Linked DNA regions of Mus musculus: regions 2, 3, 4, 5, 6 and 7 are each linked to region 1. A link is a contact called in public HiCAR-type, HiChIP or PLAC-seq and promoter capture Hi-C data. All regions are on one chromosome and are shown on one strand. The core of a region is the stretch at or near the end of the contact, and the rest is flanking DNA. Distances in the headings are between cores, read along the strand shown. Region 1 holds the start of Mrpl19 (mitochondrial ribosomal protein L19). Region 2 holds the start of Mob1a (MOB kinase activator 1A). Region 3 holds the start of Ccdc142 (coiled-coil domain containing 142). Region 4 holds the start of Pcgf1 (polycomb group ring finger 1). Region 5 holds the start of Aup1 (ancient ubiquitous protein 1). Region 6 holds the start of Loxl3 (lysyl oxidase-like 3). Region 7 overlaps M1ap (meiosis 1 associated protein).

Evidence for each region. Promoter capture Hi-C pulls out the DNA fragments that hold promoters and counts their contacts. HiCAR-type assays count read pairs that join an accessible place to other places. HiChIP or PLAC-seq counts read pairs in DNA pulled down with a chosen protein or histone mark.
Region 2: a contact with region 1 is called in a promoter capture Hi-C map of pre-B cells, with 3 times the contacts expected there. The contact joins the promoter of Mob1a here to the promoter of Mrpl19 in region 1. A contact is called at or near these places in 2 of 39 promoter capture datasets (liver and pre-B cells).
Region 3: a promoter capture Hi-C map of liver shows a contact between it and region 1, with 3 times the contacts expected there. The contact joins the promoter of Ccdc142 here to the promoter of Mrpl19 in region 1. A contact is called at or near these places in 6 of 39 promoter capture datasets (the 3T3-L1 cell line, 3T3-L1-derived adipocytes, embryonic stem cells and 3 more) and 1 of 115 datasets of contacts at active chromatin or transcription factors (forebrain).
Region 4: a contact with region 1 is called in a promoter capture Hi-C map of neural stem cells. The contact joins the promoter of Pcgf1 here to the promoter of Mrpl19 in region 1. A contact is called at or near these places in 7 of 39 promoter capture datasets (the 3T3-L1 cell line, 3T3-L1-derived adipocytes, cranial neural crest and 4 more).
Region 5: a contact with region 1 is called in a HiCAR-type map of astrocytes, with 2.9 times the contacts expected there. The contact joins the promoter of Aup1 here to the promoter of Mrpl19 in region 1. A contact is called at or near these places in 2 of 39 promoter capture datasets (hippocampal neurons and pre-B cells) and 1 of 115 datasets of contacts at active chromatin or transcription factors (astrocytes).
Region 6: a FOXA1 HiChIP or PLAC-seq map of pancreatic cancer cells shows a contact between it and region 1. The contact joins the promoter of Loxl3 here to the promoter of Mrpl19 in region 1. A contact is called at or near these places in 4 of 39 promoter capture datasets (cranial neural crest, hippocampal neurons, liver and 1 more) and 1 of 115 datasets of contacts at active chromatin or transcription factors (pancreatic cancer cells).
Region 7: a promoter capture Hi-C map of cranial neural crest shows a contact between it and region 1. The contact joins the enhancer-like site here to the promoter of Mrpl19 in region 1. A contact is called at or near these places in 8 of 39 promoter capture datasets (the 3T3-L1 cell line, 3T3-L1-derived adipocytes, the C10 cell line and 5 more), 20 of 484 Hi-C or Micro-C datasets (the 3T3-L1 cell line, 3T3-L1-derived adipocytes, B cells and 15 more), 4 of 115 datasets of contacts at active chromatin or transcription factors (astrocytes, bone marrow-derived dendritic cells, embryonic stem cells and 1 more) and 1 of 9 other capture datasets (adipose tissue).

What each region holds. Positions count from the first base shown.
Region 1 is chr6:81,964,347-81,967,939 of GRCm38.p6, forward strand. Mrpl19 (mitochondrial ribosomal protein L19) reads right to left here and starts at 1,603. Exons shown (of 5, transcript NM_026490.2): 1 at 1,361-1,603; 2 at 1-11. The coding sequence starts at 1,581.
Region 2 is chr6:83,324,352-83,327,944 of GRCm38.p6, forward strand. It overlaps Mob1a (MOB kinase activator 1A), which reads left to right and starts at 1,688. Exons shown (of 6, transcript NM_145571.2): 1 at 1,688-1,916. The coding sequence starts at 1,903. It also overlaps a transcript of Mthfd2 not described here.
Region 3 is chr6:83,099,898-83,103,490 of GRCm38.p6, forward strand. It overlaps Ccdc142 (coiled-coil domain containing 142), which reads left to right and starts at 1,619. Exons shown (of 9, transcript NM_001081266.1): 1 at 1,619-2,741; 2 at 3,061-3,147; 3 at 3,223-3,372; 4 at 3,505-3,593. The coding sequence starts at 1,787.
Region 4 is chr6:83,076,450-83,080,042 of GRCm38.p6, forward strand. Pcgf1 (polycomb group ring finger 1) reads left to right here and starts at 1,941. Exons shown (of 9, transcript NM_197992.1): 1 at 1,941-2,029; 2 at 2,446-2,551; 3 at 2,667-2,819; 4 at 2,985-3,056; 5 at 3,191-3,296; 6 at 3,473-3,506. The coding sequence starts at 1,973.
Region 5 is chr6:83,052,506-83,056,098 of GRCm38.p6, forward strand. Aup1 (ancient ubiquitous protein 1) reads left to right here and starts at 2,016. Exons shown (of 12, transcript NM_007517.4): 1 at 2,016-2,327; 2 at 2,406-2,543; 3 at 2,624-2,774; 4 at 3,001-3,185; 5 at 3,393-3,465; 6 at 3,562-3,593. The coding sequence starts at 2,191. It overlaps Htra2 (HtrA serine peptidase 2), which reads right to left and starts at 2,066. Exons shown (of 8, transcript NM_019752.3): 1 at 1,416-2,066; 2 at 1,108-1,312; 3 at 824-1,018; 4 at 533-565; 5 at 193-298; 6 at 1-37. The coding sequence starts at 1,921. Loxl3 (lysyl oxidase-like 3) reads left to right here. Exons shown (of 14, transcript NM_013586.5): 14 at 1-61.
Region 6 is chr6:83,032,456-83,036,048 of GRCm38.p6, forward strand. Loxl3 (lysyl oxidase-like 3) reads left to right here and starts at 1,750. Exons shown (of 14, transcript NM_013586.5): 1 at 1,750-1,834; 2 at 3,000-3,342. The coding sequence starts at 3,027. Dok1 (docking protein 1) reads right to left here and starts at 1,016. Exons shown (of 5, transcript NM_010070.4): 1 at 916-1,016; 2 at 312-611; 3 at 80-173. The coding sequence starts at 975.
Region 7 is chr6:82,967,917-82,971,509 of GRCm38.p6, forward strand. It overlaps M1ap (meiosis 1 associated protein), which reads left to right. Exons shown (of 10, transcript NM_033079.2): 3 at 51-236. Among named protein-coding and RNA genes, the nearest start is that of M1ap, 23 kb to the left of the region's middle. Within about 2 kb of position 1,730, at least 15 of the 459 cell types and tissues checked have an H3K27ac peak or open chromatin away from gene starts, as enhancers often do.

The DNA.
Region 1 (3,593 bases), core at 353-2,852:
GACTCAGGAACCTATAAAAAAATTAAAAATGAAAGGTGATTTAGGCCAGCATAAGAAAAACAATGGGTATAATGTAGATGTATTTTATTCTTTCAATATGGATTGCAATGTTATTTCTAAAACCATGGTTTCCAAAACCATTGTTAATGCTCACTCCTGAGAACGCACCAGGCATTGTGTTTAAATGGTTATCATACATCAAGTAGCCCTCAAGGTCTGGACCTTATTGTCCAAGAAGGCATTTGTGCTAAGGGTTTGTTTAGCTGTCATCCTGGGCAGCTACTGGGGCTTAGAAAGCCTTAAAGAGTTTCAGTCCGGTACAGGAAACATGTCACTGGGCATCTAACCTTGAAGGCAAGGCACAGACCCCGGCCCCTTTCTGTTTCTCCCTTTGCTTTTACCTAGCTAATGCTTCCTGCCACGCTATACTGTGTCACTGCAGGGCCCAAGTGACAGGGCCAGGACCAAGCAAAATTAACTACAACTGTCCAAACCCTGAGCCAAACGAATTTGTTCCCTTTAGGCTGGCTGTCTCTGGTGTTTGTCACCACACAGGCAAGCTGACCCATAGTAGCATAAATTAATCCTGAGACCAGTTAGATGTTTTATTGTCATCTTACTTAAAAAAAAAAAAAACAAAGCACAACTGGAGCGTAAAGGTGATGAACCGCTGACATAATTACTATTTGTTACAATTTTGTCACAGTTAATACGCTGCATTTCTCTCAGTCTGCAAATGAGCACAAGTCTCCCACTGAGCTATAAATATGGAGAAAATATATACAAATCACCAGCTGCAAACTGACTTTAAAAGAAATCTTCCACCGAGCATAGGGATTCCCACCTTTGATCCTAACATTTAGGAGGCAAAAGCAGGCAGATCTTTTTTGAGTTCAAGGCCAGCCTGATACACACCCACAAATTATTGTGTATTGTGGTTGGAGCGCCCAGCATAACATTCATGTGGGGATTTGAAGGCAAACTTTGGAGTACGGTCTCTCTTTTCTCTATGGGTTCTAGGCATGGATTTGGGTGTACAGGTTGCAACTTTCACAACCGAACCACCCTGCGGGTCCATACTGTTAAGCTTCTGAAGATGCATTTATGTAGGTAAGACGAAAAAGAGTGTGCTGGATCCACGTGCCTGAGCCGATCTGACCTCCCCAAACCCTTCCTCCTGGATAGAATCTGTTGGCCAAGGCTCACCGTGGTGGATTTTAGGACAAACTGAGGGAAGGGAGTCCAAGCCTGCGTCTTTCGTGATCTAGAGAGGGGCAGACCCGGAACCCGATTTCGTGCAGCCCAGCTATAAAGCGGGTATCAAAGTGTGCGCACTCCCACGCGGCCTCGGCCGCCTCACCTTCTCTCGTCTTCCGGGACTCGGCGCCGGTCCACGATGACAGGTTTCGGCGGTGGCTTGAACCCACCGGGCTCTGAAGGCCCGGTGCTCTGAAATCGGCTTGGGCCCGTGCAGACACGGCAGGCATCAGATGCGAAGGCAGCAAGCCGTGGCCTGGCCATTCGGACGCTCCGGGCCAGGTACAGGGACGCCCTACAACTTTCTGCCATGGAGGCCGCCATGTCTACACCCTCAATGAAGGACTACAACTCCCAGAAGTCAGTGCGATGGGGTGTGGCCGGACGGTGGCTCCTATGGGACTAAACTTGCTTCCCGGTGTACCGCCGCTTGTTTGAGGGAGTTATACCTGTAAATGTATATAATTTTCCTCTTCTCCATAATTTGCAAAGTTACACTTCTCTACAGGGTTAGCAAGTTTGTACATTTCACTAAGTACTGTGATCTCATTTGCATTTAGTGAGTGACTATGAAGTGCGTGGAGTGTGTGTGTGTGTGTGTGTGTGTGTGTGTGTGTGTGTGTGAGTGTGATTGCAGGTGCCCATGAAGGACATATGATCCCCTGGAGCTGGAGTTACAGGCAGTGGCAAGGGACCCTATGTGGATGCTGGAAATTGAACATGGGTCCTCTGAAAAATTACGTGTTCCTAACTGCAGAGCCACCCTCTCCAGCCTCCTCAGTTCCACCTTTTATTTGCTTGTGCCTACATGAAAAACACAACTGTCACCTAAAGGGCAAAAGAGATAGTTTATTCTAGAGTCAAGTATTAATGAGGGGCTCAGAACACAAGATTTAGGTCACCACAAATCCATGTTCCAATTACATGTAACAATTCCATGGCATTCCATAGTATCAGAGCAAGAAAGCCATTCCTTAAACACATTGGCAGGTACACCCATTTAGGAATGCTATATCAAAATGGAGATGTCTCTGCTGTATGCCTCAGTTGCGCTGATGGCCTTCTTAGCCTTCAGGTTGATGGAAGTGAGGCGGTTGCTGAATGTAGTCCCTTAATAATAACAAGGCCGTTGGTTCACAAGTAAGTTGGGAATAAATTACCATTTGAGGGACTAATGGGCCAAGATAGTTGGGCTCTGGATCTGCAGCACCACAATGCTTCAAGTCACTCACGTTTTAATTAGTTAATCAGTCTTGTAGAACGTTGCTTCTTTTAGGAAATTTTCGTTTGCCTCTTGTTTGATTATTGGTATTTAGTTCGTTGTTATGAATTCCGTGGGGAGCAATGAGTATCTTCTTTTGCTTAACTTCTGTCTTACTAACCAGCACTACCTGGCTCTCACAGGCTCCAAACAGAATAATAAATGCTAGCTGTTTTGTCAAAAGTTAGAGTCATCAGAGAGGAGAGTACCCCCAACTGAGAAAATGTCTCCATAAGATAGGTCTGTAGGTGGCCTGTAGGACATTTTTTTAAGTTAGTGATTGATGGGGGAGGGTCCAGCCCATTGTGGGTGGTGCCATCCCTGGACTGGTGTTTCTAGATTCTATAAGAAAGCAGGCTGAGCAAGCTATGAGGAGCAAGCCAGTAAGCAGCATTCCTTCATAGCCTCTGCATCAGCTCCTGCCTCCATGTTCCTTCCTTGTTTGAGTTTCTGTTCTGACTTCCATCAGTGAGATCCAGTGTTATGGAAGTGTAAATCAAATGCAACCTTTCTTCCTCAACTTGCTTTGGTCATGATATTTCATTTCATCAACAAAACCTTAACTAGGACAAAGCATAAAGAGAAAAGCCATCACTCTTAACAAATAGCCCCCACGGAGTCCTTGAGCTCACTGAGAACATTCCCTTTTCCAGAACTAAAACTGAGTTTGCCTCGGGCAGTTGGGAGGCATACAAGCTAAAAGGGGTCCATTTCAAACCTTCTTGAGTTGAGAGGGGCTTGGGAGACAGCTCCGTGTAAGAACACTTACAGCTCTTGTAGCAGTTCCCAGCACCCACACCAGGCGGCTCCCAGCTGTTTGTAGTTCCAGGTCCAGGGAAACTAATGTACACTGGGTGTCCTTGGGTAACAGGACATATGTCCTGCACATAGACTCCTGCAAGCACACACACACACACACACACACACACACACACAGAGAGAGAGAGACAGAGACAGAGACAGAGACAGAGACAGAGAGACAGAGAGAGAAATTGTTTGAAAAAAATTAAAGAATTTGAGATTTGAGGGCAGCTATTGCTGGAGGTGAGGCTTAGTGGTACAGCACATGTCTGAC
Region 2 (3,593 bases), core at 438-2,937, 1.4 Mb after region 1:
GCCTGTCTCTGCCTCCCGAGTGCTGGGATTAAAGGCGTGCACCACCACACCCAGCATTTTTTTCCTTTTTAAAAGAAGATTTTTTTTTATTTTATAAGTGTTTTGCCAGCTTACATGCATGTGACATGCATGTATGCCTGATGCCCGTGGAGGTCAGAAGAGAGTGTTAGATGCTCTGGAAATGAAGTTACAGATAGTTACAGACAGTGTGCATGCTGGACCCTGAACTCAGGTACTATACTATACAGGTATTAAGTGCTCTTAATCAAGCCTCTCACATCATATTTTTATAGTTATATACATATATATATATATGTGTGTGTATACATATAATGTCATATATGTATACACACATATACATATATATATATATATACATACACACACATACATACACACACACATATAATTTTTGAGAGTCTTTCTATGTAGTCATGGCTGTCCTAGAACATGCTATGCAGACCAAGCTGGCCATGAACTCACAAAGACCCATCTGCCTCTACCTCCCAGTGCTGGGATTAAAGAAGCTGTGTATCATCATGCTTGTCCTGACTTGATATAAACATAAGGACACAGACTCAAACCTTAATAATATGTTATTTAAAAATATACTTATGAAAAAAATAAACAAATAAAAGGACAAGAGGCAGAGGCAGGAAGATATCTGTTAGTTCGAGGCCAGCCTGATCTACAAAACAAGTTCCAGGACAGCAGGACTACATAGAGACCCTGTCTCAAAAAACCAGGAAAACAAACAAACAAAAAAAACCAACAAAAAACAAAACCAAAAACAAACAAACAAAAGATTCAAAAAATATATCAAGGCACATACTCTAAATCACATACAAATTTACAGAAGTTAGTGAAAAAAAGGAAAGAAAGAAAAGAAAAAGCTTACTGAATAATCCTGATAACCTAGGCTGCCCCCCCCCCCATCAAGGTAGAAAAGGAGAACCAGCTACTACTACATACCACACTAATAAATACAAATGTATAAAAGGTGGTTTAAAAAGTTAATAGAAGGAGGCAGGTGGTAGCTCAAGCCTGTAATTCCCGCACCTGGGAAGCAGACGCAGGACGGTCAGGAGGTCAGGGTCATCCTTGGCGACATAGTAAACTTTAAACCAGCCTGGGCAGCCTGGAACACCTGAGATCCTGTCTCAACCAAGGAACAACACGCAAACAAACAGGAACCCAAAAGTTGATAAAATAAAATTGATGACATTAATGTGACAGGTGGCATTCAAATGGTTTTAAACCACCGGCAAAATACTGGATCTTTGCCACTGCGCATCTGCAGTTTCATTTATTTCCACAGGTTTTTTTTCTCCCCCCTCTTTTCTTCATTCTACCATAGTGTCACCTGGTGTCAACATATCCTCCCACACGGAACATGCACATGGACATTCATAGCAGCGTTACAGTGTGTGTGTAGAAACCTCCCAGGTGTCCATCAACAGGCGAGGTGGCCAGAATAGCATTCCTTTAGGAGAAGACATCAAGTTTTTCTAAATAGCGAAACAGTCACCAAGTAGCGCTGGCAGACGTCCCTCGGCCACGGAACAGTTGACAGCGGCGCCTAGTTGGCCCCATTTCCCTCCCGTGCCCACAGAATACTGATTGGCTGAGCTCAGGAAGGGGCAGGGTGAAGCTCAGCGGGACGGGAAGAAGCCCGGTCTCGCGAGATCCTCTTGGTTCCGCATTTTGGCTCGCGGAGCTGTGGGAGGCAGCGCGGAGGAGCCCGCGGTCGGTGCTTGGTCGCGGCGGCTGGAACTCGGTACCAAACCCGGGCCGTGAAGCTTCGGCAGCCCTGTAGAGCCGCGGACCGTCCTCTGCCTCCCGGTGCCCGCGGCGGCGCCGAGTCTGACGGGGCGGGGGCCACGGCCCCTCGGGCTAGCGAGGATGAGCTTCCTCTTGTGAGTGGGCCGGGCCGGGCCGGGGCGGGGCGGGTGTCGGTCGGCAGGGCCGGGCCGAGGGGCCAAGCGGAGGGCGGAGCCCGACCTAGGGCTGCTCCGGGCCTGCCGCCCCGGGATCGGCTAGCGCAGGAAAATGTGCAGTGCCTCGGTGACCAGACCAGGCTGAGAAAGAAAGGCGCAGGTTCTCAGTGGCTTCCCACAGGTTTGCATTTGGGAAGAGGGCATTGCTCCTTCCAATGTGACTTTTCTCTTAGCCCAGGCGGGGCTTGAACCTGGACTCCTCCTGCCTCTGCTTTCCCAAGGAGCCAGGATACAGCCTCGGCCACTAGGACAGGCCTCCTTTAAATGTGGGGGTTTTGTTTTGAGAAATGGTCTTGCTATGTAGCCCAGGCTGGCCTCGAGCCCTCTTAGATGTTGGGATTAAAGGTGGGTGCTTTCATCTCGGCCCACATGTGAATTTTTTTTAAGGTTTTTATTTTTTTTGAGAACTTAATAGATGCGTATTTTCATTTCTAACTCCTCCAGTGCCCTCTCATCTCCCATTCAAATTCATGTTCTCTTATCTATATTCTATATTACGTCTATACAACATACATACGTAATGGATCCAGTTAGTGTCGTCTGTATGTACTTGGGTGTAGAGCTGACTATTTCATTATGAGTCTATTTGAGCTTGTCCCTGAAAAACCTGACTCTTCTTGTGGACTGTCCATAGCTCTTCAGCCAGGTGAGGTAAATGGAAGTTTTTATTTATAACTTAAACCGATGGACAGTTTTTCCCACTCTTTGGCTATTCTGAATAACGCTGCTGTGAGCAGCTGGTTATAGGTTTTTGGGTATGTGTGTGTGATGGTATCTCCTGGGTCTTAGTGAGGTTTTTGCATGTTAGCCTTTGAGGCACTGCCAAGCCTTCTAAAGCCTGCACTGCATTTAACATCCCATTCTCATTGTATTGAGTTTTCAGAATTCTTCAGTTCACACCTGCCTGGTAATTACCACTGATAGATCTGAGGGTGAAGTGGAATTTATTGATTTACATTCTCCCAATGACCAGCAATGTTAAGCATCGTTTGTGTGTGTGTGTGTGTGTGTGTGTGTGTGTCTGTGTCTGTATTTTGTGTTTTCAGACTATTTGTGGATAGAGTTTATTGAGATCCTTTTCCTATTTTAAAATCAGATTGTTCTTTATTTTGTTAGCATCTGTTAATTGTACAAATTAATGGGTTTCACTGTGACATTTCCACGTGTGTATATGGTGCAGTGGTTGTGTCCGTCTGACTTTTTGGTTTCAGTTGTAAGAATTCTTTATGTATTTTGGATATGAGTGTCTCATTACATCTGTGACTTCTTCCATCCTCAGCGTTATTTTAACTGTTTTGATGGCATCATTAGAAGAATGTAAGTGTATTTTTCAAAGATTTATTTAGTTATTTAGTTTTTTTTTTTTTTTTTTTTTTTTTTTTTTGCTTGTTTGGTTTTTTTTTTTTTTTGAGATAGGGTTTCACAATGTAGCTCTGGCTGTCCTGGAGCTAACTATGTAAACCAGGCTGACCTCCCAGAGATCTGCCTCGCTCTCCCTCCAGAGTGCTGGGATTAAAGATGTATACCAGTATACCCAGTTTAGGATTTACTTTCATTTTATGAGTATGAGTGTTTTGCTTGTATGTATGTATGTAT
Region 3 (3,593 bases), core at 369-2,868, 1.1 Mb after region 1:
CAATTAGTTAGTTTTGAGACTTCTTGACTTTGGAGGCAGGTGCTCATGAATCTACGGCGGGGGCCAATTTTTATGTGACCTGTAACTGATCAGTATTAGCTCAGGACCACCTGCCCCTGCCCCCTGCTCCAGACCAAGTTCTCAGCACAAAAGAAATTTATTTGCCCTAGAGTGACAAAGGGCAGGTAATAAGGGACAAAGACAGGAGATAGAGGACCAGGAAAAAGAGGAAGGGAACAAAGGAGAGGAGACAAAAGGGGCAAGGGTGTTTATCCTGGAGGACAAAGGACTACCTCTGGATAGAGAGGAGACAGTTGTGGCCCATAGACAAATGGAGTTATGATAGTAAAGGGGGAAACCCGGGTTAGGATGAGGTGTTTAATTTTGATCGGGTATGCTAATTAGGTAAACTAAAGGGGGCCTTTTGATTGCTGGACTTCAGTACTTTGATAGCCATACCTTGGTAGTCAGCCTTAGAAGAAGGAAGTGGCCAAATAAGGGAATAGACCTCTTGGCTAGTTTTAGAAATGTAACAATGTTTTTTGGTTTTGTTTTGTTTTGTTTTGTTTTGTTTTGTTTAGCAAGGCAGGGGGAATGGTTTTGCCAGAACAGTGCCCACATGAGAGTTAGCCAGAGTCCCTTCATAACCTGGATCTTTAGCCTGAGGACTTGTTGACTCTGAGAGTCTAGAAGTGAATGGCCAGGAAAACTGCTGTATATTTACTTAGTCTTTCGGTGATCCCATATCTGATCCTCTCTCTCCCTCAGTAACTGTACCAACTACTTCAGGAATCTAACCCCCTATCTCCAACCTTTTAAACCACTCTCAGAGGCTGGGTCTCACACTGTAGCCTAGGCTAACTTGAAAGTATGTTGGCCAAGTGTCGACCACCTCTAGACAACCCTCCTGCCTCAATCTCTTAGTGCTGGGCAGTAATAATATTCTTTTCCATGCTGTGGGGTCTTGTCCTCTGTTCACAATATATTCCCAAGCACTTGTAACTACTGCCTTGACCTCAAACTGGAGACCCTCAAATGCTCAATTTTGCCTGCTTAGAGCATTGCAGCAGCAGCAGCAGCCCGAGGACCCCTTGCTGTTCCTTTGCCTAAGATCTTTATGAGTAGGGTCCGAACCAGCTGCTTCCCAAAACTCTCAGAGATGACTGAAAGAAAACATAAAAGAAGTTGAAGCTGGCTGTGATGACACACATACACACTCTTAACTTAAGCCAGGAAGCGGAGGCAGGCTGACAACTCTGAGTTCGAGACCTGCCTGGTCTACATGAGAGTTTCAGGATAGCTAAGAACATACACAGTGAGATTCAAAGAGAACTGAACAACAACACGCCCACAAATGAACACGAAGACAACGATCAAAGCAAAAGCAAACTGAGGTCTCGCTTTCCTCTTTTCTGTAGTAGACCGCCGCAGGACCCCCAGAGGGCAGACTGCAGGAAGGCGGTACACTAGGAAGTCAGGGATGGCGGAGACATGGGTCTCCTGCTGTCAAGTCACACCTAGCTTGACTCTCCCTACAGCATTTAGCATCAGCGCCACCTCCCGTTAACGGTGACAGGAAAGTCTAGCTAGAATTTGATAGTCGTTAAGGGCCGGGAAAGAGTAAGTGGGTGGCCATCTTTGTTAGGGGCAGAGGTCGTGGCTACGGAGCCCCAGTAAGACCACGAGACTTCCGGCTAGCTGGTGAGTCCTGGCGCCCACGGGCGTGGAGTGCGACGGGAAGCGGGGAGGCGGCGAGCGTTAGGTTCGTTTGGGACTCGCCGTGCAAATGGCACGGGCGTCCAGCTCTAGTGGCCCTTTGCCTCCACTCGCTAACGTACCCTCGTCGTGGGCGCAGCCCGTGGGCGCTGGGGAGGAGCGGGACGAGGGGAGGCGTGGAGGGCTAGGGCTACTGGCTGCGGTGAGCGTCCCGTGCCCGGACTTCAGCAGACAGCCGTGGGCTCCCGCGTCTGCAAGCGGCCCGATGCCCTTCGCTCTTCAGCGGCTCCGGGCCACATTGCTTCGTCTGCACCGCGAGCGAGAGCAGCTCCTGCGGGCCCGGGACTGCGCCCGCCACCTGCAGGCGGTCGTGCGGCTGCTCCGCTCCGGCTCCTCGGCCGGTTCCCTCTCCCTGCAGCAGTTGCACGGCGATTTACAGCTGTGCCCATCTCGTGGGGCGGCTCTGCGCCTCGGCTTCCCGGGCTCCAGGGAGACGCTTCTCCTGACTCGCCCTGTCGGGCTAGCTGCCCAGCACTTGGAGGCTGCCATCGAGATGCAGCTTCGTTCACTGGGCCGGACACCCGCTAGCCTGGGCCTGACATCCCAGCTAGCCGAACTGTTGCTGGCCCTTCCCTTCTACCACACTCTGCAGGGACATTCCCTGAACTTCGTCCCCGGGGCCGCGCGCCCATTCCCCGCGGCCCGTGTGCTCCAGCTCCTGGCTGCAGAGCGGGGTTGTCAGGTGGCAGATAAGCTGGCTGAAGCCCGTGGCGGATCGGGCTTGCAGGAGCAGCTCCGTCGGCAGTGCGAGCAAGAGCGAGAGCTGCTGCCCGGGCTGCTGGGCCTGGTAGGGGGCGTGGCTAGCACCGACAGCAGCGGACTGAGGCTTGGGGGACCTGGAGCCCTGTGGAGCCAGTATTGGACCTTGCTGTGGGCAGCCTGTGCTAAGTGTTTGGACCTACGCGTGGGACCCTGGGAGGACCCTAGAGCAATGGCACAAGAGCTGAGTCAGGCACTGTGTCAAGGTAAGCGAGGGGTCCGAGCTGGCATTTGGAGGTTGTGGTGAGGGTGTCTTTTTCCCTTTACCCTCTCTCAACTCCAGCCTGTCAGCAAGCGCAGGGCCTTGAATGAATGAACTTCCCCGAGTTTAAAGTATAGCGTTTAGGGTTTCCCAAGGCCACGCAGCTTCCCATAGCAGTCTTTATTTAGGTTTTAGTCCACACTGGCCTGGGACGCTGGTCTCAGCCTCCTGCCTCCGGAGAGCCACCATGCCTGACTTGAGTGGAGTCGGCAGGGGCTGTCACCAGGGATTTGTTTCCAGGCTTCCTTCATTTCTCCCATCAGCACCCCTGCCTCAGGAGTGTGAGAAGGAGCTGTTGTCTCTGTGTCACAGCCTGTTTCACCAGTCTGTCATCTGCAGCTGGGACCAAGGTAAGGAGAAAAGGACATTGGGGTGACCCAAGGATCCTGTTGCGCACCCCCTCAGACTATATTTTGTCATGCCAGGGTTCTGCCAGGCCTTAGGATCAGCCCTGGGTGGTCAGAGCAGCCCTGCGTCACTGTCTCCTACCTCTGAGCTGCTGCAGCGGCTTTTTCCTCCCCTCTTGGATAGCCTTCGACAGCCCAGGCCAGAACTTAGGCTGTGTCCGCCTGCAGGTGAGACAGGAGGTGTGGAATGGGAGGGCAGGGGGCGGGGCAGTTGTTATCTTTTGCCTGTCCTCTGTTCTGAAGCTGGCCTTCTCCTGGAGGTGACCTATGAACCCTAGGGTACTGTCCTTCCCCTCCCAGGTCCTACGCCTGTCGCTCTGGGGCTCTGTACCCTGCAGACCACCTTGCTCTGGTTTGTGGGCAGAGCTCAGCAGCACCTGGCAGCGTGG
Region 4 (3,593 bases), core at 691-3,190, 1.1 Mb after region 1:
TTAAAGGTGTGTGTCACCATACTTGGCTCCACAATTTTTTCAATGTTATGATTTACTTATTGTTTTTGTTGATTTTGAGACAGTCTTAAGTGTCTAGGTTAGCCTCAAATTTGCTATGTAGCCTAGGATGGCCCTGCACTCCTGATCCCCTAAGCTTGTGCCATTTTTTTTTTTAACAGTTTTTTGTTTTTTTCGAGACAGGGTTTCTCTATAGCCCTAGCTATACAGTGCTGGGATTAAAGGTGTGCGCCACCATGCCCTGCTTTTTTTTTTTTTTTTTTTTTTTTTTCTTCTGAGACAGGGTTTCCCTGTGTAGCCCTGGATGTCCTGGAACTCACTCTGTAAACCAGGCTGGCCTTGAACTCAAAAAACCGGCTGCCTCTGCCTCCCAAGTGTTCGGATTAAAGGCGTGTGCCACCACTGCCCAGCTGGAACTCACTTTTAACAGTTTTCTTGAGGTCTAATTTATGATACGCTGCAAGTTGCAAGTATTTAAAGTGTATACTGTAATTGGTTTTGCCCCATGTACATGTCCACTAAACTAGCACCACCATCAACATGAGAAACACATCATCAAAAACGTGTGTTCTTTGTAACCTATGATCAGAATCACTTTGCCATGCTGTGGGAAGAAAGGTCTAAAGAGGGAACGATATAGACATGGGCAAGCAGTCAAGACCTGCAGTGGCTCAGAGGTGACTAGGTGGCCTGGGCCAGGAAGGTAAACCATAGCTGTATGTAGTCGATTAACAAGTCTTTAATACTTTCCTGACGCTTATGTACTACCACTTATGGGGTAACAGACATACACTCCTTTCTGTGAGGTTCCTGTTACCTTCAACCTAATTATTCCAGTTCTTTTAGACCCCATTCCTTCCATTGGGGCTCTCAATCCACACCTGTTTCTTTGGTCGTTCCTCTTCACACTGCCTTTTTTTTCTATTTCCATCACATTTATACCTCTCGTGCATCCATTTGTCAATCATGCCCACACAAGAGTCCCAATTTTCTCCAGAGAGCCTTTCAAGTTTCCGCCAGTCTCTCCCCTCTCACTCGAATCTCCAGTTGTACTCGATGCTAATAACGCTTCAGAGTAAATTTATTCTTTTAAAATTCCGCCGTAGGGACCCAGTGATGACAGTGTACCAGACCCGGGAACCCCTGTGTCCTCCCCAAGTGCGGGCCCGGGCCTATGCTACTGCAGGCACTCGCTGCCCAAGTCTCCTCGCTGTCAATCCTCCCCTCCTCCTTCGGCATCTGCTCTGCATTAGTCTGTCCCAGGCCTCCGCAGGCGCCGATGATTAAATCATCATCATTAGCCAGGGCCTATTCTCCCCATCCTCGGCAGCAGGGAGAGAGTGGGGAGTAAGAGCTCCCGGTTCCCCGGGGGGTCTCTCCCTCTCCACCCCGCCCAGGGCACCCTCTCCCAGACTTCGCGAGCCCGGAAAAAACTCCCGCGGCGCAGACGGGAGAAGGCCCGCGGCTGGGACGCAGCTCCGCAACGCGGACGCCGCAGCGGAGCAGGACTGCACTGTATAGAGAGGACCCCGGGTCGGAGGCGAGGTCGGGTCCCAGGACTCCCACACTCCGGAGCTGTAGCGGCGGGCGATAGCCCGGCTTCGGGGTCCCAGGGCACACAGGCTCTCTTAGCACAAGCTACCGAAGTTGATCCAGAGGTTGTGTGCGCGCCGTTGGAAGGACGCCCGTGGGAGCGTGCACCGCAGAGACCCTGCTTCACTCAACCCCCCTCCATAACGACCACCGATTGTTGGGGGGGCAGCGGGCTCAGGTGAGCACACGGGGAGCTAAAGAGGGGGCGAGGGCGGGGTGTGCCGGAAAACTAGCCAATCCGGAGAATGTGAGGCCCTCGTTGCTAGGAGACAAGTCCCGCCCCGCAGGCGGTACCGGAAGTGGCGGGCTGGGATCAGCCTTTAAGATGGCGTCTCCTCAGGGGGGCCAGATTGCGATCGCGATGAGGCTTCGGAACCAGCTCCAGTCAGTGTACAAGATGGACCCACTACGGAACGAGGTGCAGGGGCAGCGGGATGACTGCTGGGGTCCGTTAGCTGTGTGAACCCAAACGAAGGAGAGGACGGGTGGCGGCGGGATGGGCGCCCAGTGCGCTTGCGCAGCCACGGGGTGCGCGATACGCACGCGCGATTCTGGCCGAGTTGCCAAACGCTGGACTTGGACGCTTGCGCGTTGTGTCTCCGACAGCGTCTGGTCTCCCGAGGGAAAAAAGAGAGTCAGGCGGGTCCGCGAAAAGAGAGCACCCGCTGTGCGCGGAGCCCTCTGCTGGGCGAAGGGGGAGCTCACTCCCCCGTCTCTTCTCGGGGGCCAGACGACCCAGTCCAATAACAAACTGCTCTGTTGCTGGGAATTGCAGAAGGTGAGATGGGGTGGGCTTGCAAGACCAGTGGGGAGTGACTGAGGGTGTGTCCACAGGAGGAGGTCCGGGTGAAGATCAAAGACCTGAATGAACACATCGTTTGCTGCCTGTGCGCGGGCTACTTCGTGGATGCCACCACCATCACAGAGTGTCTCCACACCTGTGAGTGTCCCGGATCCTGTCTCTCCTCTTCCAAGCTGGCTGCCAGCCTCTGTGCTGCCTGTCCCATGTGTCGGGTTCCCAAGGGACCTGAGCATCTTCGTTTCTCCTCTTACAGTCTGCAAAAGTTGTATCGTGAAGTACCTGCAAACCAGCAAGTACTGCCCCATGTGCAACATCAAGATCCACGAGACGCAGCCGTTGCTCAATCTCAAACTGGATCGGGTCATGCAGGACATAGTGTATAAGCTAGTGCCAGGCTTGCAAGACAGTGAGTGGCCACCTTATATTTGTGGGGCCTCCTGACTCTAATGCTGGGTGGCACCTTGACGTTTTGTTCCCAACAGTTTTGTTGGGAATCAAAAAAATACAAAGATAAAGAGGTCAACAGCCAAAACAAAGAGAATTAATATGGCTGCCCTTCACCCCTCCTTAGGTGAAGAGAAACGGATTCGGGAATTCTATCAGTCCCGAGGCTTAGACAGAGTCTCCCAGCCCAGTGGTGAAGGTATGTCCTTGGTGCTCATTTGGGGGAGGGGGGCAATTAAAGCCCTCAGAGCATCTCTTTTGCCTGGTTTTGCTCTCTGGGGAGAAGAGGGTATGGAACCTGTACCAGCCTCCTCAATATCTACTTTTCCTCAGAGCCAGCCCTGAGCAACCTTGGCCTCCCCTTCAGCAGTTTTGACCACTCTAAAGCCCACTATTATCGATATGATGAACAGCTGAGCCTATGCCTGGAGCGGCTGAGGTGAGGGGCAGGTCAGAGGTTGCGTGAAGTGATACTACTGGTGACCCAGATGCTAAGGGACTTGGGGGGAAGGGTGAGGGAGTGTCTGCTCCCCTGAAGAAAGTGTGCTGTGGTGCTTGTGCTAGGTAGGAGACAAGAAAAGTGGAACCCTCTAACTTGTATCTGTTTCCATCCAGTTCTGGCAAAGACAAGAATAAAAATGTCCTTCAGGTGAGAGGGGTTGAGGGGAGGGCCCCTTTGAAGGAGCCGTTTCTCCCAGCAACCCTTCCCTCAGACACCTGTGCCCTCCCCTCCTTC
Region 5 (3,593 bases), core at 766-3,265, 1.1 Mb after region 1:
TAGCGGCGCTGGGACCCACTGGTTCCAAACCAGGAATCTGTAATAAAAGAGGACAAATGAACCGCCCCCCAGCTACATTCTTTCCCTTACTTTCTACCAGCACACCCCTCTATACCAAGCCCCAGTGAATGCCCTCCCCTAAGTCCCATCCTCCATTTTAAAGGAACCCCTTTCCCTGTAAGACAGGCTCACTTTTCTTTTCCCCGCGATGCAGAAACTCCCTAAGGCGATCAGAAGGGATGGCAAAGGAGATTCCAGCTGTCACCTTCATGGTGTTCACTCCAATCACCTCCCCATCCTGCAGGGACACAGCCCCCTGTCCCCTAGCCCACACAGATGGCAGAGGATGGGGGCACCTGAACAAGAGTAGCAAGGATTTGGGGACAGAAGTCTGTCTGTCTGTCTGTCTGTCTGTATACCAGGAGAGGAACAAGAGACTAGAGACTTAGCTAAAATTCCCTAAATCAGAGGAAAACCCACACTTCCCACACTAACCTGGGGCATGGATTCTTAGAAGAACACGGACACTCACCAGGTTAACCAGGGGACCACCAGAATTTCCAAACTGTGAGATAAAATGAAAGAAAACATCAAAAAGATCTGGAATCCCATGCTCTGGGAATTCTAAGACCGAGGACATAAACAGGGTGTAGGGAAATTTTTCAAATTCCATTCCTAGCACATGAACTAGAGAGGCTGCCTTTTGCAGCCCAACCTCTGATACAGGCCCAGTCACCACCACGTGTCAGTTGGTGCTCATACCCAACAGCTGTTCTCCCCAATTCCAACCTTAGCACCTAATTTCCCTCATATCAGGACGCACATCAATAGCTGCATCGGTCTGAATGTATTCCACGTTGTTTTGAGGGAGTCCCAGGTCCCTGGCTGGGCGCTGAGCAGAGCTGACAATACCAGATGTGATCGTGTTCTGCAGTGCAAAGGGGCTTCCCATGGCAACAACAAACTCCCCTTGCCGGACATCAGCAGAGCGGCCGAGGGGCAGTGTGGGAAGAGGCTCCTTAAGGGAAACAAGGCCAGCAAAACTGGTCATTTTAAGAAGGGAGCAAGAGAACAGCTGCCATCAGATCTGGCCTACTCCATCCCCACCTTGGTTTGAATCCTCAGTGTGGCAATGTCTGCTACGGGATCCACAGCTGTGACCATGGCCTCATAAGTATCCCCGCTAGGCAGCCTCACTCGTACTCGGCGCCGATCAGCCACCACGTGGGCGTTGGTAACGATGAGCCCATCTGAAGCCACTACGAATCCTGATCCGTTTGAGATGGGGACTTCACGGCCGGAGAAAGGGTGCCTGGGATGGGGAAAGTACCCATTACACTGCAGCTTCCACCTCATCCTGCTCCCTTGCCTTCACTAACGGCAGTTCAACACCTCCTGGTCAACTTCACCATTACCGGTCTAGGATCTCGATATAGACCACAGCAGGGGCTGTCTTCTCCACCACATCTGCGATGAAATTGTACTGGCTCCGGGGAGAAGTGGGTGGCGGAGCAGGAACAGCAGCCAGCACCGTGGAAAGACCCCGACCCCAACCCCACAACAGCAGCACCACTGCACCTCCTGCGCCCACCGCCACCGCCAGCCATTCGCGCCGACGGCTTCCAGGGCTCCTGCGGGCCTCCTGGTCACTGGAGCCTGAAGTCCCCACATTCAATCGTGCCCAGAGATCCGGGGTCCTAGACGTCAGATCTGCCCGTGATGCAAGGAACCCCTCAGGCACCTGGGCCGGGAGACTGGGGGTCCCATAAGTCATCCAGATCTGAGAGTCAGGAGTTCCTGACGTCAGCAGAGCCCGGAGGTCAGGAGCTAACAGGGGAGGCTTCCTCCAGAAGATGCCCCCCAAAGCCCGCCATGCCCGAAGGCTCCAGTTTGCACCCCGCCCCGCTTTCAGCGCAGCCATCAGCTCCGCCTCGACTCTCCTCGCCCGCCCTACTCAGAGGCGGTCCTCTAGAACCCGGCAAGCGGTCTAGGAGAAGCAGGGCACGACGGTAGCTGTTCAGCGCATGCCGGGAAACGTAGTCCCGTCAGGACGCGCTCCTCTCCAGCATACGCACACGCTCACACACAAACACACACACATACACACACATTCCCCGGGGCCGCGAGGCATGCTGGGAACGCTAGCCCTTCCGGGGCGCCTCCGGGCCTCAGGTTCTGGCGTCTCGGCGGATGCCCAAAGACTCCGCCTTCCCAGGGGCCCCCGCGGCCCTGCGAAGATGGCGGCGACAGCGGCCCCGCTCTCCTGAAGCGGCTGCGATGGAACCTCCCCCAGCTCCGGGGCCGGAGCGGCTCTTTGACTCGCACCGGTAAGCGCTGCGGAGGGAAGAGACCGGTCAGCGCGTCCTGTCAGCTTCGGCGCCTGATCGCGTCGCCTCTCGCCACAGGCTCCCGAGTGACGGCTTCCTGCTGCTCGCGCTACTGCTCTACGCGCCGGTCGGCCTCTGCCTCCTGGTCCTGCGACTCTTCCTCGGGCTCCACGTCTTCCTGGTCAGCTGCGCTCTGCCCGACAGCGTCCTCCGCAGGTGCGGACCGCGGCGCCCGGGGGAGCATCGGGGCTGGGCTGGGCTCTGGACCGCACGGTCACCGCCGCCTGTGTCCCCAGGTTCGTGGTACGAACCATGTGTGCGGTCCTGGGGCTCGTGGCCCGGCAGGAGGACTCCGGACTCCGCGATCACCGCGTCAGGGTCCTTATTTCCAACCACGTAACACCTTTTGACCACAACATAGTCAACCTCCTCACCACCTGTAGCACCGTGAGTGGGGGGCGAGGCCGAGAGCGCCACCGGGTGGCTCCCCAGGCCCAAGCTCAAGGCTCCCCTTTACCCATTGGGATTCTCTTGGGGAACACCGAGCCTTTCCCCCAGCCCCTTAATCGCCACCTCACGTGTCACCCTTTTCCTCTTTCTTTCTGTCTTTTCCTTTCTCTTTCTCTTTTTGACATTTCCTTCCATTCTTCTTGCTTTTTCTCCCCGTTCTCAGCCTCTACTCAATAGTCCCCCCAGCTTTGTGTGTTGGTCTCGGGGCTTCATGGAGATGGATAGGCGGGTGGAGTTGGTGGAGTCACTCAAGAAATTCTGTGCTTCCACGAGGCTTCCGCCCACACCTTTGCTGCTCTTCCCCGAGGAAGAGGCCACCAATGGCCGAGAAGGGCTGCTGCGTTTCAGGTGGGTAAGCGCAGGCATCTGGCTCCAGTTGAGTGGGTGCCCTAGTTCCTTTCCTGTCTGCCCACTTTTAGCCCTGCCCTCGAAATTCTTAATTCCTCAGTTGTCTGCTTATGGAGTTGGACAGTTTACTAGTTTAAGTCAGATATAAGTGGTTGGCTGGGCTAGGCTGAACTCCCATACTACTCGCTCTCTCTCCCTCTCTCTTAGTTCGTGGCCATTTTCTATTCAGGACGTGGTACAACCTCTTACCCTGCAAGTTCAGAGACCCCTGGTCTCTGTGGTGAGTGCATGCTGGACAGGGACTACTCTGGGGTCTGGAAGGGAAGTTTCCCACCTGTGGCCCTGGCTTAGACCTCACTTCATGCCCTCCCCTCAGACGGTGTCAGATGCCTCCTGGGTCTCAGAACT
Region 6 (3,593 bases), core at 500-2,999, 1.1 Mb after region 1:
GTTAGGGACTCGGTTGACTCCAATCACTAGCTCCCCAAGGGCACCTCTTCAACCCACTCCATTCCTGCCAGACATCTACCTTCCCAGGTGGGGCTGTACAGCGAATTCTCCAGCATCTCCAAGGCAGAAAACTTAGGTTGGTTCTCCGTCTGCGCCAAAGCCCAGCCGCCTTTCTGCAGAAAAGGGAACATGGAAGAATTATATATAATTCTCTTGGGTCTAGGGTAGGTGCAAGAAGTCCAGTGCCTCTATAATAGCTCCATCCTCGCAGTGTCCCTTAAGCCCAGAGATGCCCACCCCCAGTCACTCACCGGAAAGGCGGTTCTGCATAAAGTCTGCACCCAGGCGGTGCTGGATACGGCGTCCGCCGCCAGCAGGTGCGAGCGCTGTGCGGTGTCCAGGCGGAAGGCAACAGCGCCGGGCTCAGGGGGACTCTCCACAGTCACCGGCACCACGCTCACACATTCAGCCAGGCGTATCATCTTGCAGTCTAGACGGCGAGAGCCGCCTCGACCCCCTCTAGAGCTCGACCCCTTGTGATCAAAGAATTCCAGCCGCGCCACGCCGTGAGGACTGGCTGGGTAAAGCACAGCCCAAGTTTTCCTCCACCTCTGGGAAAGAACGAAAGACTCGAGAGTGCGCGGTGGTAGCACGCGCCCCACAAGGAAGAAGAGACCCATGAAGGCCGATCTGAGTCTGGGGCTTCCCAGGCTGAGCTACTTTCCCAAAGATAATGGCATCCCAAGACCGCACCAAGGAGGGCACAGCCCGAGACTTTTAAGGGAACGTCTTGGGGATCTACAATTGCCCGCGCGCCGTTCCGACCTTCTTCCGGCCCCTTCCCTCTTTCTGGATTCTTTCACCCACTTCTAGTCCAGAGGGGTTTCGCCATCCCCCACGCCACAAACAAACTACCTTGGTCCCGAAGCGCTGACTCTGCAGAAAAAGCGGACCCTCCATCACAGCCCCGTCCATGGCCCAGGCGATTCCTTCCGCGCTTCCTGGCCCGGAGGGCTGGGGGCGGGGCGGGGCGGGGCGAGGCTGCAGGGTGCCGGAGGCGTGCCCGCCCCTCCCCGGCCCCTGCGGCGGTGATGGGGGAGCGGAGGGCTTGGAGGAAAACGAGCCATCAGGAAGAACTCAGGGAGAGCTCACTAAAGCCTTTATCTTTAGTGGTGCACACAGTGGCACCACTCAGGGAAGCGGTGATCACCAACCAGGGGCCCTAGTGCCTGGGGGGTGGAAGCTGAGAGTGACGACATATGTTTAACGTGACATCAGAGTGAAGGCCGTGACATCACCTGCAGGCACCTCGGGGGCGCCATAATGACCAAGGGAGCCATCGGGACAATAGTTTTCTTTGTGGGACCTTTTCTCATGGCCCAGCCCGGGAATTGGACTGGACTGTTGTTGATACTCTGTCTAGTTGGGGATGTGGAGGAACGGCTACGGGCTGGAAAGCTTCCCGTTGCCACAGGGGCCGTCCTGCTGTCCCGAAACCGTTTGCAAGTCAAGCACCCTGAATACGGCTGCCGGGCCTCCAACCTGCGGGAAAAGAAAGCTTCATTGAGCCGGGAGGAGTGGGAGGGGGTGGCGTGGCTGCAGCCAGCTCCACAGGGGAGGGGAAGATCTAGAGGAGGGAACTGGCCTGGCCGGAATGGAGGGAGAAAGCGGAATGTGGGAGGGCTCTAGGGGACGTGGGAGGGACCAACGAAGAGGGGAGAGGAAGGGGGGGTCCAGTCTCCCCTGGCCGAACACTTTTTTTCTGAGAAGTCCTGAAAGTAATCTCCAGGACCAGGACTCTGCTTCCAGCCTCTGGAGTTGTGCCTAGTCGAAGGTAGGGGAGTTACTGCTGGCCAGCGGGAAGAGGAGTTGGGGATGGAGAGGATGGTGGACCAGGAGAAACGCTGATTTGGGATGGAGTCGGGAAAGCCAACCAACTGACAGTTTTATTATTGGTCAAGGAGCGAAACAGAAGAGTGGAAAGCTGAGCAAACTGTTGGGGATGGAGGCTTCAGGGTGCAATTTGCAGGCCCTACGCTGAACACCAGGGCTTCGGAGCCAAATGCCCCCAGAACAAAGCTGTCTTGTCTGAGTTGGGGGAAGCAATGGAGGGCCCCCCTTACTGTGGAGGACTGTTTTCAGCCTCGGATAGAGAAGGCCTGAGCTGGGGAGCTAGCCCTAGCTTCTGGTTGCCCAGTGACAGAAAAAGAGGTGTTCCAGGGAGCTTGGATAACTCCATACCAAACCCTGCCCAGCTTGAAGCCTAGGTCTCCTGGAGTCCCTGACCCTGCAGCATATTTGCCAGCCCATGTGCTAGGGAGGGTGGCAGAAGGTTCTCCTACTCCGGTTAGCCTCGGCCCTTCCTGCATGGGCATCTGCCCCCATAGGAAACTGAAGAGTCTTCTCATTCATAGTGCTGAGATTTCCAGGGCTGGGCTCCCAGGCTCCCCTTGCCTGTGATGCCATCTGTCTGTCTAACTGCATGGGTCTTGCTGTCATTTCTCCTGTGCCTGCACCTTGGCTTTTATTCCCTCTCCTCATGGTTTTTGCCTCTCTGTGTCATTCCCCATTACTCTGTGCTTTGGTTTTTTTGGTTTGATTAAAACCATCTATCCATATTCAATGTGTCTCTCACCCCGTGCCTTTCTGTTTTTTCCCCTTCGTTCCCACAGTCTCCCTTCCTGTCACATCCTGTCTGGGTCGTCCTCTCTGTGTCTCTTCCCAATATCTCTGTTTACCCAACCCATCCGTAGACTCTCCATCTCTAACCCATACCCACCCCATGGATGAAAGTAAATAGAGATGATGGTGTTGGTGGTAATGATGGCCAAACCAGGGAAGGTTATGGTGGGACACTAACCACAAGTTATAAGTTTTATTATTTGCAAAGGGAAAGGAGAGTCTCCCTCGCCCCCAATCTAGGTCTCTAGGGCTGTGCCTGTTTTCTTTGTGTTCCTACCCTCATTCAGTGTGTGTGTCTCTCCTTCTCTGTCCCTTAGTGCCCCCCTCCTTGGGCCCCACCCGCCATGAGAGCTGTCAGTGTGTGGTATTGCTGCCCATGGGGACTACTGCTGCTACACTGTCTGTGCAGCTTCAGTGTGGGGTCTCCGTCTCCTTCTATCAGCCCAGAGAAGAAGGTAGGAAGCCAGGGGCTGAGGTTCCGGCTGGCTGGCTTTCCTAGAAAGCCCTATGAAGGTCGAGTGGAGATACAGCGAGCTGGTGAATGGGGCACCATCTGTGATGATGACTTCACGCTGCAGGCTGCCCATGTCCTCTGCCGGGAGCTGGGCTTCACAGAAGCCACAGGGTGGACCCATAGTGCCAAATATGGCCCTGGAACAGGTGAGCGATGCTCTGGACTAGCCCGGACATTATCTAAGTGCAGTTCAAGTACATAGAAAAGAACAAAACACCTTAATGGCACAACCAAAGGGACACGGGACACCAAGAATGGGCAGAATCAAGCAAACCCACAGATTATAAACCATCTAACATACTAATTTCAGGGCCATGTGACCTGAAGCTAGCCAGTACTCTCCAGGAGCCTCCAGTGTTCCATGTGTACAGTGAGAAGGGGGCTATGTTCTCTTCCA
Region 7 (3,593 bases), core at 480-2,979, 1.0 Mb after region 1:
CATACTGGGTTCCTAAAGCTTTGTGTCTTTGCTTCACTTTCTCTCTGCAGCAAGTGAGAGGGAACTTCATTAGGCTGCAGGCCTGCATCTCGGAGCTTCGAATGTTACAGGTAGAAGGTTGTCACAGACCACCTCACGCCTTACTACCCCTGGCAATAGAAGATGGGCTCCAGCAGTTCAAACAGTACAGCAGTCACATGGCCTCAAGTGCTGCTCAGCCCTGGACTTCCCTGGAGGTAAGAGATGCTGCTTTTTAGGACGTGAAGTCATCTCCCCACCCCCATCTCTGTAGTGTTACAGTATTTATTAACCTTATGTTGTTCTGTTTTATATACATTGAATATCATTTTTAAGATGAGATGTTCAGCTAACATTATTTTTCTATCCCATTACCATTTTCTTTTCTCCTAAATTCTTTTTCTTTTCTTGGTGAGTACGTGTGTGTGTGTGTGTGTGTGTGTGTGTGTGTGTGTGTGTGTGTGAGAGAGAGAGAGAGAGAGAGAGAGAGAGAGAGAGAGAGACCCCAGACCTAGAGTTACATGCAGTTGTAAGTTTCCCAATCAAGTACTGGGAAAGAACACCAGTAAATGTATTTTATTTTTAAATTCTTACTTTATTTTCAATTATGTGTATGTGGGTATATGCATGTGTGTGCAGGTGCCTGCAGAGACTAGAAGCACTGGGGCCCCTGAAGCTGGGGTTATAGGCAATAATGAGCTGTCTGCTGTGGGTGCTGGGAACCAAACCCGGGCCCTCAAGAAGAACAGTACAGGTTCAGAACCACGGAACCATCTCTCCTGCTCCAACAAGTGCTCTTAACTGCTGCCACCATGTCCTCAGTGTCACCTACTCAGCTCTTAATATGCAGAAGGGCATCAAGAGAAACTGGAAAACAGGGACCAAAGTGAACTCTAAGGAAAAACTGAAATAAAAATGAAATGTAAATACACCTGCCCAGGACATTTGGAGTTTGCAGGGTAAATGTTAAGTTCCCTAAATTGGCTCTGTTTTCTATCTATCTGGGTACCCTTAAAGCCAGACAGGGAGGTTCACACCTGTAATCTCGGCACATAGGAGATTGAGGCAAGGCTAAACCAGCACGGGCTATGTGGTTCCAGGCCAGGCTAGGTTACTGAGTCAAATCTTATCTCAAAAAAGAGCCCAAAATAAAGAAAAAAATTGTAATTGTCTTTAATCAAAATTTTACCCAAATTTACTAAATTTTCTCTGGGATTAGCGAATGTCAAAGTTGATGCTATTCTGATGCCATGCTGAGACAATCATAAAAATATAGATAAGTTATGGGTGGATACTCCACGGGTACATTCGTGTGTGTGGGTTAAAATATTTGAGGGACCTCTGGCTGCAGACAGAAGAGTTGGAAAATAATTGTGTTAATTTCCCATTGCCATTTTCACACGCTAGGAAGGTGGAAGTTGCCACTTTGTCCCAACAATTATGAAAACACTTGCAAAGTCAACAATTCCCTTTAGATGCCTAGGAGAGGCAAGGTTACAACACAGGGCAAACAGCTGCCTCCAGAATCAGACAGACTCACAGCACACTAAAGCAAAACCTCCATGGCAACCACTGCTTGGGTAGGAAAACCCAAACATTAGTAAACGGCTAAAAGCTAAGTCTCAACATTTAAAACTCCAAGGGACGTCCTAAGGCCTCACACACTTCTGTGAGCTCCAAGTCTAAGAGTTCAACCAGACCCTTAAGAGGAAATTCCCTTATGACTCAAACCTGGATGGCAAGGGGGTGGGGCAGGAGAGAACAGGCATTCTGAAATACACTCAACGGTTCTTTTTCATAAGTTCTGTGGCCAGGAGAAACTAGTTAAACAGAACCTAGGGTTTGAACTGACCTAACTCACCTGAAGGACAAGAGAGAGCAAACTCAAGCTAATTACAGCCTTCCACATAGAGAGGAATGATCAACTCCAGCCCAATCGAGTCCCCATGCTCTAACCCACTCCAGCCCAGTCAAGTGCCCATGCTCCAACCCAAGGGGAAGAACACACTGAGAAACACTGTGGAGTTTGTATTTGAGTAGCAGCTTCTCTTGAAGACTAGGAACAAATAATCACATATCAATATTATTTTACGAACTTGTTTTGGGGGCTGATGAGTTGATTGAGTGGGTAAGAGCACTTGCTGTTCTAGCAAAGGACCCAAGTTCAATTCCCAGCACCCATATAGAAGCTCATCACCTTCTCAGACACCAGTCACACATGTGGTGCCCAGATGCTCTCGCAGGTGAAACACCCACACACATAAAATCATAAAAATAAATCTTAAAAAATGTTTAAAAACTTGATTACGCGAGATTTTAAAAACTTATTACTCTTATTATTTGAATAGAAAATAATAATAGTAGAGAATGTGTCCTTTCACACAAATACCACATTTGTAAAGGCCAATTACAATAACATCTTTGACCCAGTGGAACCCGTCTATCACAGAAGATGACAAGCGGAATAAAAGGCAAGACACACCATTTGAAGTTAGAATAGGTATTAGACCCAGTCATGGCAGGTATGCTAGAATTATCTGACTGTAGAATCTATTTGTTTGTGTGTGTGTGTGTGTGTGTGTGTGTGTGTGTATTTGTATGTTATTTATTTTTGAGACAAAGTCACACTATGTAGCCCTGGATGACCTGGAACCTACAATGTAGACAAGGCTGTGCTCATATTTTTGGAAATCTTCTTACCTCTGCCTTCCAAGTGTTGGCATTATAATCATGTACCAACATACCTGGCACTTGACTGTAGAATTTAGAGAACAAGGATTGATAGCTAGCAGAGAACAGGGCACGGTGACACATCCCTATAATTCACGGCAGTCGTGGCAGATCCACAGAGCCACCACAAACCAACCTGATCTAAGCAGAGGCAGCTTGAGGCCTGGGAGGACAACCATTTCGAGCTAAAATGGCAAACAGTAGCCCAGGCATAACCACATCAGAGCCTTAGAGTTTAATCCAAGCTGAGGCTCCCAGCACTGGGGACAAAGTATCTCCATGAGTTCAGGCCAACTTCATCTACATAATGAGTTACAGGCCATCCAGATCTAAATTGTCAGACTATCTCCAAAACAAACAAACAAACAAACAAATCAGAAATCCAACTGTTCGTAACAAGAATGTGTAACAAACCAAGCTTGGGAAATTTAATCAGCCAGTACACATGAAACAGGCATGGATGGGAACTACCCAAATTCTAGTCCATGTGGAGGGCTGGGGCTGGAAAATGAGGATGTGCTGACATCTACTGGACACCAAGAAAAACTCAACCCAAACGGTTATACGTGTGTACTCCACTATTCACAAGGCATGCCCACCCCGGGAATCTGGTTTTACGGGTTTGAACTGGACCTCTAGCCCTCAAATCCTGTCAGTTTGCTACAGAAGCTATCACAGGGAAAGGAGGAACTCAGTAGTATCCTGTTAAGGAAGAAATGCTGACTAATGTTATATAAAATGCATATGATACATGGGACATATTACATAATTCATGTGGAGGGTCATTGAACTCAGAAGTTTGCACGTGTTGGGCAAGCACCATGTGATTTTTTTTTAAAGATCTT